Regions from separate parts of the Muntiacus reevesi genome. Here region 1 is linked to region 2. Evidence: chromatin contacts called from public Hi-C data. All regions are on one chromosome and are shown on one strand. The core of a region is the stretch at or near the end of the contact, and the rest is flanking DNA. Distances in the headings are between cores, read along the strand shown. Region 1 holds the start of TMED2 (transmembrane p24 trafficking protein 2). Region 2 holds the start of KMT5A (lysine methyltransferase 5A).

Region 1 (6,911 bases), core at 3,787-6,286, 140 kb after region 2:
AGAAAAAAACCAAGCCCCATTAGCAATCACTCCCCATTTCCTCCTTAATCCTACTACAGCCTGAGGAAACCACTAATTACTCTGTCTTTATGGACTTGCCTGTTTTGGACATTTTATTTACGTAGAACCATACAATGCATAACCCTTTTGTGACTGACTTCTTTGACTTAGTTTAATATCTTCAAGGTCCACTTTGTTATAGCTTGAATCAGTACTCTATTCCTTTTAATGGCTGAATAATAGTCTATCATAGGGATAGACCACGTTTTCTTTATTCATTTATCCATCAGTGAACTTTTGGGTAGATTGGACTTTCCCTATTATTTGCTTGTGGTAAAAGTAATACTTTCCTTCTGGAAGCTCAGGTGCCTGTTATCCACTGCTGCATAACAGGTTGTCCCAAAACTAAGTGGCTTAAAACAACAATAATCATTATCTTTCATACTTTTTTGCAGATCTGGAATTCTGGAGCAGTTTGGCTGAGCAGTCCTGATACGGGATCTCTCAGGAGACTGCATTCAAGATACCAGCAGGGGCTGCATCATTATCTGAAGGCTTGACTGGGGCTGGAGGAGCCACTTCCGAGATGGTGCCCTCACGTGGCTGTCAACAAGAGGCCTGAGTTTCTCTCCCTGTGGGACTGTCTCCCAGAGCTGCTTGAGTGTCCTTATGACATGGTAGCTGGCTTCCTTCAGAGGAATCAAGAGAACCCTGAAGTAACAATTCCTTTTATGACCTAGCTTCATAAGTCATAGATAGTCATCTCTGCCACATTCTCTTAGAGGTCAGTCACTAAGTTCTGCCTCTCATTCCAGGGGAGGGCAATTAAGCTCCAAAATTTTTTTTTTTTTTTTTGGCTGCTATAGCATATGAGAATCAAACCCATGCCCCCTGCAGTGGAAGCACAGAGCCCCAACCACTGGACCACCAGGGAATTCCCTAGATTGCAACTTTTAAAGATAGGAAATTCACAGAACTCCTGAATGTATTTTGAAACCATCACAGCAGGCAATGATAGCGCTGAGGAGCCAAACAAGATTGTGAAACAAAGGCATAGGTTATCAACAGCAGAAAGATATTAATCCATTTAGGACTACAGAAAGGAAGGGAGGAAGTAGGACTATCAGAGCCCAGGAGCCAGGACCATCCAGTAAAACCTGGACTTTCAGAAGATCTGGAGCCTCGAACATGCAGTCACTGGCAGAGATGCTTCCCAAAGCACCAAGGGAGACAAATGCTCTGGCTTCTTCCTTCCTCAGCCCTCCAGTATTTTGCCAGTGCCTGTGACTGGCTGAACTTACCAGGAAGCACAGTGAAAGGGAGCCTGGGAAACAGATTTCCTTGTGATACAGAGGTGAGCAGATAGGGCCAGGATGGGTATGAGATGAAGGTCCTAGTACGTCGCAGGACGGCTTATTTGATTAGGTGATGACATTATGGTTAAACTTATCTTGAATTTTCATTTTTATATCAATATTGTTCTTCATAAAGTAACATTTAAAAACTGAAAATGAAAAAAAGAAAAATGAAAGAAAATTCTCTAGTTTCCTTTACTCTTCTCTACTTTTTATTTTATTTTTTTCTTCTCTACTTTTTAAAAGAGAACTTCCGTGGGACCAGAAGTGAAGGGGAATGTTAATACCCAAACAGCAGAAAGCTGATCTAGCCTTTCTGGGGAAGCAGCCTTTGTTATTCCCTTTAAAACCTGTCAGCATCTGAGAACTGACTATGCAACTGATGCAAATACCTCATCAGTGTCTAACCTAGTTTCCTGGTTTCTGCCACAACAAACTCCTGATTCCCAGAAAAGATAATTTATCTTGTCCTCTCCAGGTATATACCCAAGAGAATTGGAAAATCTATATCCATCAAGAATATGTACGGAAATGTTCATAGCAACGTTCCTAATAATAACCCCAAAGTAGAAACAACCCAAAGTCCATGAAAGTGAATAGCTAAACAAAATATGGTCAGGGGAATGGGGAATGGGATATGACTGCTAATGGGTCAGGATTTCTTTTAGGGGTGATAAAGTGTTTTGAAGCTAGACAGTGGTGATGGTTGAACAACTCTGTGGGTGACAAGTCCTGAGAACTTGTAGTTCTTTGAATTAATTTGTTTTCAAATCCTGAAATATTGTTGAAAGATACCTGATGACTAACTATGCATGCATGCATGGGTGCTAAGTTGCTTCAGTTTGTCTAACTCTTTGCGACCTCATGGAGCCTGCCAGGGAATCTCTAAACAAGAATACTGGAGTGGGTTACCATGCCCTCCTCCAGGAGATCTTCCTGACCCAGGGATCAAACTTTTATCTCTTACATCTCCTGCATTGGCAGGCGGGTTCATTGGCAGGCAGGTTCTTCATGGCTAGGGCCACTTGGGAAGCTCGAGTAACTATGACAAGGATGCTAAAAAGAAAAACCTGGGCAAAGAAGAAACTATACCAAGTAGTTGACAGATTTTATAGTATTGTGATTAGAGTTAATTTTGTCTCTTTTCCAATTTTTAGATAGCACTGTTACTTTTATAATATAAAAATTTATAGATGACTTCTGGTGTTGTCTTTGGCTTGGCCCACCACCATGTTTTCAAAAATTGGGGCTGAATGTATTTATTTTATTTGCTAAACTGAGTCTTAGTTGTGTCATGTAGGGTTCTCAGTTGCGGCATGTAGGATCTAATTCTATAACCAGGAATCGAACCTGTGCCCTGTACATAGAGAGCATGGAGTCTAAGCCACTGGGCCACCAGAGAAGTCCCCTGAATGTATTCAGATACAGAATCTATGCTCCTGTTTGCCACAGTCCTTCCTACTTCTTATTGCCTTAAGCTGGTGCCATCTCTCATATAAACTGCCTGATCCCTAAAGTGAGTCCCTTGACTTACATAATAAAACTCCCATAATATACAATTCACTGTGGTCCAGTGATATAAATATCCACATTTTAAAACCCTGACAAGTGGGTTAGAATGTTATTGAATCAGTTTGAAAATGAAAATTATTATTTAATGTCTAGATAAAAACAGAATTGTTCTTGTGACTTTTCTACAGAGCTGGGTTGCTTGGGAAGTCAAAAAGATGATATTCACCCGTTTAATTCAGTTTAATAGGAAACCTCTGATGGTCTTGTAAGCAAGAAGAGATTTACTATAGGGAAATTGTTGTTGTTGTTATTTAGTCGCTAAGTTGTTGTGTCTGACTCTTTTGTGACCTCTTGGACTGCAGCCTGCCAGGCTTCTCTGTCCATGGGGTTTCCCAGGCAGGAATACTGGAGTGGGTAAGCCACTTTCTTCTCTAGGGGATGTTCCTAACCCAGGGACTGAACCAGCGTCTCCTGCATTGGTAGGCAGATTCTTTACCACTGAGACCCCAGGGAAGCCCAGTATAGGGAAATAGAGGCTTCCAAATGGATTGGTGAAGCTGGAAGAGCAGGCTCTAGGCTGAGCCTCCCTCCAGTGATGGCTGCCAGGACGACACTACAGAACTGACCTGCCAAGAGAAGCAGGGCCCTTGCCAGTTTGCAAGGTGTGGAATCAGGGGACCATTATTAGAACTCTTGAGTTCAATAACATATCGTCATAGCCAGGAAACTTCCATCATTACCCTAGTTGTACCTATTTCTTGACACCTGTCCAGGAAACTGGATATTAGGCCACTACTGCCCCCTATTGCCTGCTAGTCTTTGAAGAAATAATTCCCCAAACGTGCACAGCACGTAGTGTCATCTGATTTTCATGATAACTTTACCAGATAAGCAAAGAGTGTGATGTCATATTTTTTACAGATAGGGAAATTAAGGTTCAGAGAGGTGATGGAACATAAATAAGGTCACACAGCTATGTGCCAAGCTGGAGTAACAACCCAGATCTCCTCATGCTCAGGCCAGTTCAGTGAACTTGATATGTCAACTACCATGTCATGGGTGAGGTTTTTTGTGGCCCTGTGGTAAGGCCTGAAAGCACAGCACACAAGCACATGTATGCCAAGACTAGTGCCTCGGGAGTGGCACAGTGGTAAATGACTGCAACTCAGGAGGCACAGATCTGCCTTCTAAGCACAGAGGAAGGAGCTAGTATTGTGCAGGAGGAGGTCTAGAGCTGACATTTGAGTTGGGTTTTGAGGGATGTGTAGGAGTACCTCAGGAGGCAAAGGGTGAGGAAAAAATTGTCTTCGTAGCTGGCAAAATTTAAGGGGGTGTGGGGTGTCAGGAAGACTTTTGGGGAGATGAGAGACTTCTAATTTTGGAGGATGTAGCCAAGGTACATTTTTTTGTGTGTATGTGGTTGTATTATAGACATACAGTAAAGCAAAAAATATGGAGCACTACTCAAGTATACAGCTTGAGCTTTTAAAAAAAAGCATATGTAAACACTCGTGTACCCATCATTTAGTGACGATATGATAAAACATTTCCAACATCTTCCTGGAGTGGTTTGCCATTCCCTTCTCCAGAGGATCTTCCTGACCCAGGGATCGAAGCTGAGTCTCCCGCATTATGGGCAGGGTCTTTACCATCTGAGCCACCAGGGAAGCCCTTTACATTAATATCTAACCATCATTTAGCGACGATATGATATAACATGTCCAACATCACAGAAGGTTCCCTCGTGCCCCTTCCCAATCTATGCCCACCCCGTCTTTCCCCCGTCGTGGTTTTTTTTTTTTTTTTTTTGAGCTGAGAGCAGGCTAACATAAATGTTCAAAGCCCTTGGCTTCAGCCCCATCTCCTCCTTACACTACTATTGCTGCCTCCAAATCTTCCGCTGTCTTTATGGATAATCCTAAGAGCGTCTTGCATGAGGCAGAGGTTTCTTGATGCTACCGCTTCCTAGTTTGGCCCATAGAAGTTTAGGTAGTACACGAATGGAACTAGTAACGGAAACGATGGTTTCTGGTCCTTCTGAGCCACCGTCCAGGCTCGAGACGCGCGGAGCATTCTTGTCCCTCGGCGGCCGCCGTGCGGCCGTTACGTGGCAGCTACGGGCGCTCGCCAATCCGCGGCGCCCGCATCAGCCCCCTCGGGTGGCGCAGCCGGAAGGGGCGGAGCTGAGGCGGCGGCGGCTGAGAAGGCAGCGGTGGCGGCAGCGACGACGGCGGCTCCGGAGGCCGCAGTCCCGGTCCTGGCTTCGGCCCCAGCCCCACCATGGTGACGCTCGCTGAGCTGCTGGTGCTCCTGGCCGCCCTCCTGGCCACGGCCTCGGGCTACTTCGTTAGCATTGACGCCCATGCAGAGGAATGCTTCTTCGAGCGGGTCACCTCGGGCACCAAGATGGGCCTCATCTTCGAGGTGGCCGAGGGCGGCTTCCTGGACATCGACGTGGAGGTGCGGGCGCGCTGCCCGAGGCGGGGGCCCGCGGCCGCTCGGGGGTTGGCGGCGCCCGGGGCCCGCGCGGGGCCAGCGTGGAGAGCGGGACCCGGAGGCCGCTGTCCGAGTCCTGGGAGGGGCCCGGGCCGCCACCCGGCGACCCCCTAACGGCCCTTTCCCTCGCACCCGCCCGCTTTCCGAGCTCCGCTCGGGAGACGGAACCGTTGCTTGGCTGCTTTGGATTCTCAGCTTGAACGGCTGGTTCCCCTTGGAACCTCTCGCCGAGCTTTGTCTACCAGGCGCCGCGTGTCATCTCCGGGCCCAGGAGGCGCTACACGGTCTTGTTTAGCTGATGGCAGGTCTCGATCCGGGCAGCAGCTGCTTCCCTTCCTAGCGCGAATTAAAGTTGGGACGTGGCATGGAAACTTCTGAAAAAGTAAATCGGAAGCTGTTGAGGAATGCTAGGTAGACGTTTGCGTTGTGTTTGCCTTTATTTTTTGTAGAAAAGACCCGAGTTAACCCATTCTTACACAGACCTTCGGATACCTCGTTTAGTCATCTCTGACTAAGAGACTGGAGTTGGGTCATGCATTTTAGAAGTGATTGCAGTGAAGTATCTTTAGAGAAAACGGAAAATCGTTTTAAGAAACCAGCAGTCCCTAAATTTTGTCCTATATCATTTTCTTTAAGCCAAAAGAATGACTCGCCTCTAACTTTTTTAAGGAAATCCGATGGAGTTAATATTTAAAGCTACCGGTTAGCATGATTAATTGTGTCTGTGGGTTTTTCCATCTAACAGTTACCATCAACAGAGTTGGGCATAAATTACACAAAACAAGTGAAGTTCAGAAATAAGGGGATAATGGAGGTAATAACTGTTAAAATTAGCTAAGCTCTTAAGAGATCAGCTCTTTCATTGTGCAGGTGCCATGGGCTTCATAAGAGGAACTACTTGAGCAAGGTCTAACAACTGATTTGGAGCACACTGGGATGAGAACATGGGTCTCTGAATTTCCAATCTAGTCTTTTTCCTTAAGTCTTCAGGCATATAAGATAAAGCAGATTCCTTTACCAATAGGCAGTAATCAGTCAGGAAAACCTCCATGTGTAGGCTTGCTCAAAGTTCTTAGTTTCAAAAGAGATTTCTTTTTTGTTGTTTTGATACAAATAGCTACATAATTGTCTCTGTTGGTGGTATTGGGCCACTTGAAGACAAGTGTATGGTGTGGTTTCTGTTTCTGATTGGTTTACTAAGTTGGAAAATTAAGACAAAGGTAGTCCGAGTTGAAAGGTATTCAGAGAGCCTTGTTTCTTAAATGGGAGAACTGTAGCCCAAAGAGATTATTGTCACTAACTGAAGTGGATTGAAGTTCAGGTTACATTTTCCTAGCGAATGTTTGACTGTCAGTAGACATCACTTAACGGTTTTATTTTTAAAATTATTTTTTAATGAAGTATAGTTGCTCTACAGTGTTGTGTTAGTTTCTCCTGTAAAGCAAAGTGAATCAGCTGTAGGTATACATGTATCCCCTTTTTTGGATTTCCTTCCCTTTTAGGTCACCACAGGGTACTGAGTAGAGTTCTTAGTACAATAGGTTCTCA
Region 2 (6,087 bases), core at 157-2,656:
TATTTTGAAATTTGCCTAAATATTTTTTGGCTGCTCCCCATGGCATTCTGGATCTTAGTTCCCTGACCACGGATCAAACCTGTGCCCCATGCAGTGGAAGTGAAAATCTAAACCACTGGACTGCCAGAGAAGCCCCTTAATATTACCTTTAAAAAGTGGTCTCTTATTTCCTAAAAAAATTAGGCATCTGTCTTATTTGCCACTGTGTCCTTGGGGGAATCGGACAGAGCCAATAAACAGCTCAATAAATGTTGAATTAATGTATCTTAGTGAAAGTAAAAACCTCTGTATATTTATGGAAGCTGGAAGGAATCTGGCATATCACAGATGACTCCATCATTTGACAGCTGGTTAAGCTGAGGACCAGAGAGCTGAAATGATATACCAAAAAGCACAGTGAGTGACAAGTGTTGCTTCCCACTTTTCCCAGTGCTTTCACATATAACATCTTGTTTTGCTCTTCTACTTTCCTGGTGCAATGATAGGGTCCTTGGGCAATGGTGGGGATTCCAAAGTCTTCTTGGGGACCAAAGAGAGAGAATGGACCTCTGCTCCTATCTCCGGGAAGGATCCCCAGGGAAGAGCTGTAACTGAACACCTTATCTGTGTTCAAAGCAAAGAATACCTAGGATACCTGTGCTTCTCAGGGACTTAACCGACCGAGGCTCCTCTGGGTGGAAAAAGGCACAGGGTTGTTTCCCTGGGGTGAGGGAAGCCCTCTAGTGGACTAGGACTCAAAAGACTGATCCAGGACCCAGAAATAAACTGTTCCGTGACGTTGGGCAGCAAGTGAGTTACCTGTTCCTGCTGATCCTGTTTCCCCATCTGTAAAACAGTTGGGGTATGTTGGACTAGGATCTCTGTGGTTCCGGGAGGCTGACTCAAGTCAGTTGGTAAGAACTCTGCCCGCGGGTTTTGAATACTGGAAGAACAAACTCCATAAACCTTGCAACCTAGGAATGAATGGATTAAACTGCTGGAAAGGTCAAGGTGGTTCGGGTGTTAAACTGCTGGGGGCTAGGCTTCCCGTAGGGGTGGTCGAGAGGTCAAAGGTCGAGTTCCGGTCAAACCAGAGAAAAACCGGAAGTCCCCTATGGTTCTACTCCGAGCCGGGGCCGCCAGACGCGTGACTAAACCTCCACGGGGCGGAGCTTCAGCACCGGCAGAGGGAGGAGTTTGGAGCCCCCCAATGGCAGCGCAGCTCCCCTTCCAGGACAGCCAATCAATTCGGAGAAACGGTAAAATTTAAACCCCCTCCCTCTTCCTCCTCTGAGACCTGTCCCGAAAGCGTTTGTAGAAAGTGCGGCCGTTCGCCCCGCCCCCGCTAGGGAGGCGGGGAAAAGGGCGGGCTTTCCCTCCAAAGTTTGCCTATCACGGCGGGCAGCCTGGGGGGAGACGGGCAGCGTCGCCAATCAGGGCAGCAGCCGGGACCCTGCGGAGCAGTTGGCTACAGTTGTTGCAACTTTTTTCGAAAGCTGCGTTTCCCGGGAGATCCTAGGCGGTGACAGAGCAGGGCTATGGCTAGAGGTATTGGCCCCGGTGGCCAGCGCCGGGGCTGCTGGGTTGGGGGGTCGCCCTGCAGGCGACACCGAAGTGGCGGGAGCGGCGGCGGGAAGGCGCTCTCCCGCCGGCTGCTCGGAAGGAGCGCGGGTACTAGTAAGGTTGCGGGGGGAGGGGCTGCGGAACCTTTCTCATCTCTTCCCCACCCTCGCTCCCGAAGCCCCCAGAAACCCCTTCCAGTCCCGTACTTCGGTTTCCCCTTTTTAAAGTGTGGGCACTTGGTGACCTGCCTCTCGAGAGGCAACGGGGCCATATGTCAAGGCTGTTTGGAAACTAAAGCGCGTAGCACCTCAAGGGAATGGTTGTCATTGATACAAATGAGGGGGAGGGCGAGGCTTCGCTTGCTTAGGGGCTCTCTCTGGTTTGGAAAGGAGGTGATCCCGAGCGAGGGCACAGATCGGTACCCTACTTGGTGGGGAGCGCGTCCGAGTGGACACCGCGGCAGGCGCCTTCCTTTCCCTTTCCACGCACTGAGTCAGCTCTGCGCCGCCGGGGCGGGGACGGGCCCCGCTGGCCCACCTTGGGGGTAAGACAGGTCCCCTGGCACCTCCCGGGGCGGCCCTTCGCGCCGCAGCTGATCAGGGCTCCTGCCCACGGGAGATGGCTTGGGTGGGGTTGTGCAGCCGCGAGGGAGTCGATGTCTCTGCCTGAAGTTCTTCGCACAATTAGTTTGCTGTCAGGACAGACCCATGTTATGCGGCAAAGTGATCTCTAACCGCTGGTCGTTTCCAGCCGCTGTGTCTCCTTCATGCAAAAACTTGAGCGTGCCGGTTCACTTGAATTATTATGTAAAAGAAATAAGTCGAGGTGTTACATTTTTCTCAAAATTCCCAAGGTATTACACGTTAGTAGGAATTTGCCTAATGCATTATGCAGGCAGATCTTTACCGTCTGAGCCACTAGGGAAGCCCAGGCTCCCCATAGCGATCATAATGAACAAAAGAAGGATTCATTCAGCAAATATTTATTGGGCTTCTTTGTTTTCAGTCCCTGCACCCAGTTGCATCATTTCTTCTCGTAGCATCCCTTTAGGGTGTTTGGGAACAAGACTTACCTAGATTTTGATTAAGAAATAAGGCATAGTGAACTTCAAGTTAAAGAGCTTCATAACCCAGTCCACAGAGAATAGTAAGATGCCTCAAATATTATTCTTCAGGAAAGTGTTAAGCATCTAAAAGTATATTTAATAATATCTGGCTAATTTATCTGACAAATCTGAATAAAACTATGAAAGTGAAAGTCACTCAGTCATGTCTGACTCTTTGTGGCCCCTTGGACTGTAGCCCACCTGACTCCTCTGTCCATGGAATTCTCCAGGCAAGAATACTTGAGTGGGTTGCCAGTTCCTTCTCCAGGGGATCTTCCCAACCCAGGGATTGAACCCAGGTCTCCTGCATTGCAAGCAGACTCTTTACCGGCTGAGCCACCAGGGAAGCCCCTTTAATTTTTCCCATCACACCAAAATCATTTAAACTACCTATTTTAACAGTAGTGCATTTTAAAAATAGTTTGCTTAAATAATCTGTAGGGGGAAACAAAGTGAACCTCTTGGCCATTGAAATACATACTTAATAACGGTTAATAATAATTATCACCGAGAGCCAGGTACTTTATTATGTCAGTTAATCTTTACAAACTGTTATTTTCATTTTTCAGAGGTGGAAGCTGAAGGCCAAAGTCACTGGACATACCCTAGCCATTCTGTGTCTTTGCTTGTTCCACTTTACCTCCCTTATTTAAAAAAAAAAAAATTTTTTTTTTATGTGGACTGTTTTTAGTCTTTATTGAATTTGTTACAGTGTTGCTTCTGTTTTATGTTTTGGTTTTTTGGCCTGGAGGCACATGGGATCTTAGCTCCCCAGGGATGGAACCCTCACCCCCCTGCACTGGACGGCAGAGTCTTAACCACTGGGCCACCAGGCAAGTCCCTCTACCTCTCTTATTTAGCCAAAGTGAAGAGGAGAGTTCCCAGCTTCTAGCATAACAGGCTTATGAATCACCTTTGTAATGTATGGTCAGTGATTCTCAGAGTCACCTGACCCCCACCCCATTTGTAGTTATTGATTTCTTAGGCTTCATTATTCTTGCAAACCATTAAATTGGGCATTTAGTGTCATCAGATATCGAATTATTTACAGTACTTCAAATGAAGGGTCAGTCTTTTTCTTCTAGAAAAGCAGTCTTTGTGCACAGCTTGTAGCTACTTGTAACTCACTTTGAGAGCCCTGCTAAGTCACATGAACATAATGTTCAGATATCTGGCAACTCCTCTCTGGTTTAGACATTTTACAATCATATAAATATTTATAGCCTCAAGGGTATCCCTTTGGGTAAGATCTGTCCATCTATCAGATGGCCTCCTACTTGGTCTCCCTCTTTCCATTGTGACCGTCTCCAGTCACAATGGAGCTAGAGTGGTCCCCAAGAATACAGATTTTTGTCATGTGCTTCTCACCACTCCTCCCATCCCTAACCATACCCTCTTGCTCTTAGGAGGAAATCCACAGTCCTCACTGTATCCTATAGCACCCTTCCCACCCCTCTGGCCTCACTGTGCCCTATCTCTGTGTTCATTGTTGTGTCTTTAGCAAAGGGCCTGGAACACAGTAGGTAATGAATAAATGCTTGTCAAATGAATGAATTAGTATTTTAGTGTCTTGAATTTGAGAGCAGCAGTATACATTTTTTTATGCTAAAGCATCTTCATATTTATCAGTATCTTAGTCACAAAACCCTTAGGCAAGTGATTTATCTTCCTGAAGCCTCAGTTTCTACATCCCTGGGTCAGGAAGATCCCCTGGAGAAGCGAATGGCAACCCACTCCAGTATTCTTGCCTGGAGAATCCCATGGACAGAGGAGCCTGGCAGGCTATAGTCCATGGGGTCTCAAAGAGTAAGACAGGACTGAGTGACTAACACTTTCAAATATTCACTAAATGTTAGCGATTAGTATCACTGGTGATGAATTCTATTTATGTGAGATCCTGGGCACCATTAAGAGTTTTTATTTCTGTGACTGGGTATATGTATTTGTTATGCACATAGGAACCTCATGACAGAGAAAAGAAACTGTTCTACAACTTTACTGAATGATTTGTACTACATTTTCTAGCTACTAGTGCTGCAGAGTTGAGAGGAATGGGTGCTAGACTTGTGTTTTAGTGTATCCTCTGCATCTCTGCTAAAATAGAGGAAGATGTAGCCATGGGTATGTGTGTGGGGTGGGGGAGTGAAAATAGTATGAGAAATGGACAAGATGACTTGAGCAACTGTTTCTTGCCTCCAAACCAAGATCCCCCTGATTGTTTGGCAACAAACTACAAACCTTCTCTGCCCTGCAGAGGTAACAGACACTGTTTCAAATGGCTCAATCTGGGTGTCCCAGTGTCCCTTTGGAATCTGTCTCTGCATAGTCTCTTGGATATTCAAGTGGGCCGAGTACCCTATCCTACCGGAGTTAGTGGTTGGGTGGGGATGGAGGGACTTCCCCAGCCCTGCTGTGAAGGATTCTAAAGCATGAGCTGATTTGGGAGGCTGTGTCCTGAGCAGTGCCTTACCATTTAATCCACCGTCTTATCCCTTCTAAGAGGAGGAGGAGGCAGCTACTTAAAGTGACAGCCATTTGTTTATGTGGGTGTCGGAAGGTGCCCTCGGTAGGTTGTGGGATTCATTGATCTTGGTTTTTATCCATGAGGATGCTGCAGCCCAGGCTGGGGAAGAGACTTGGCCTTTGTCACAAAGCACCTCTGGGGCAGATGCAGGGAGAGATACCCAATCTTTGTCTCCCAGGCCATAACCCAAGGATGGATGCTCTTGTTTGCATCCATGACTTTGCACAGATACAGGGACTCTTTGTTGGTTAGCCTAACCCTCAAACCCTAATGGCTATAGCACAGTGGTTCAGGGCAGTAATCTACGCTGAGATACCACAGTGCCTGGATCCCCTGCCTCCTAGGACATTTCTCATGGGACAGGACACTTGCATGACCTGCTAATAAGCCTTCTGCAACATCATTAGCTCCTCCCTACCTATTTCTATAACTGGTAAGTTAGTGGCTGGGAGTGTAGGCTCTGGGGTCTGTTGGCCTGGAAATCTAGTTCTAGTTCTGAGAACTTGGCCAAGCTCCTCACTTCTCTGAGGTGGTTTTCCCTGTCTGTGGAAGTGAAAATAATAAGGTTTCTACCTTCAAAGGACTGCTGGGAGGTTTGAATGACAAGGTATGCAAGAGAAGCGCCGAGCAAACATGCTATTATAATTCCCGGCTCCATCTCCCCAGGGACCGTACGGATCAGGTGCAGCCCGCCTGGGCTTGACATCTGACCTGATCACTTTCTAGTTCTGTGGCTCTGGGCAAGCAAGCCCCTGGAGCCTCAGCATCCCCATCATAAACGGGTTAGCCGCAGGACCTGGCTCCCAGGAGCTGGCCGGGAAGGTTAAATGCCCACGAAAACGCTCCGTGAGCACAGGCTCAGGCACACAGGAGGGTTCACCGCTGCCCGCTGCGCCTGGCACGGACAGGTCTCCCG

The links. Hi-C and Micro-C count contacts between places; a contact is called where the count stands out from the background.
Region 1: a contact with region 2 is called in a Hi-C map of muscle, with 4 times the contacts expected there. The contact joins the promoter of TMED2 here to the promoter of KMT5A in region 2. A contact is called at or near these places in 2 of 3 Hi-C or Micro-C datasets (blood and muscle).

What each region holds. Positions count from the first base shown.
Region 1 is chr13:21,342,797-21,349,707 of mMunRee1.1, forward strand. It overlaps TMED2 (transmembrane p24 trafficking protein 2), which reads left to right and starts at 5,037. Exons shown (of 4, transcript XM_065904263.1): 1 at 5,037-5,327. The coding sequence starts at 5,148.
Region 2 is chr13:21,210,662-21,216,748 of mMunRee1.1, forward strand. KMT5A (lysine methyltransferase 5A) reads left to right here and starts at 1,407. Exons shown (of 8, transcript XM_065903683.1): 1 at 1,407-1,527. The coding sequence starts at 1,518.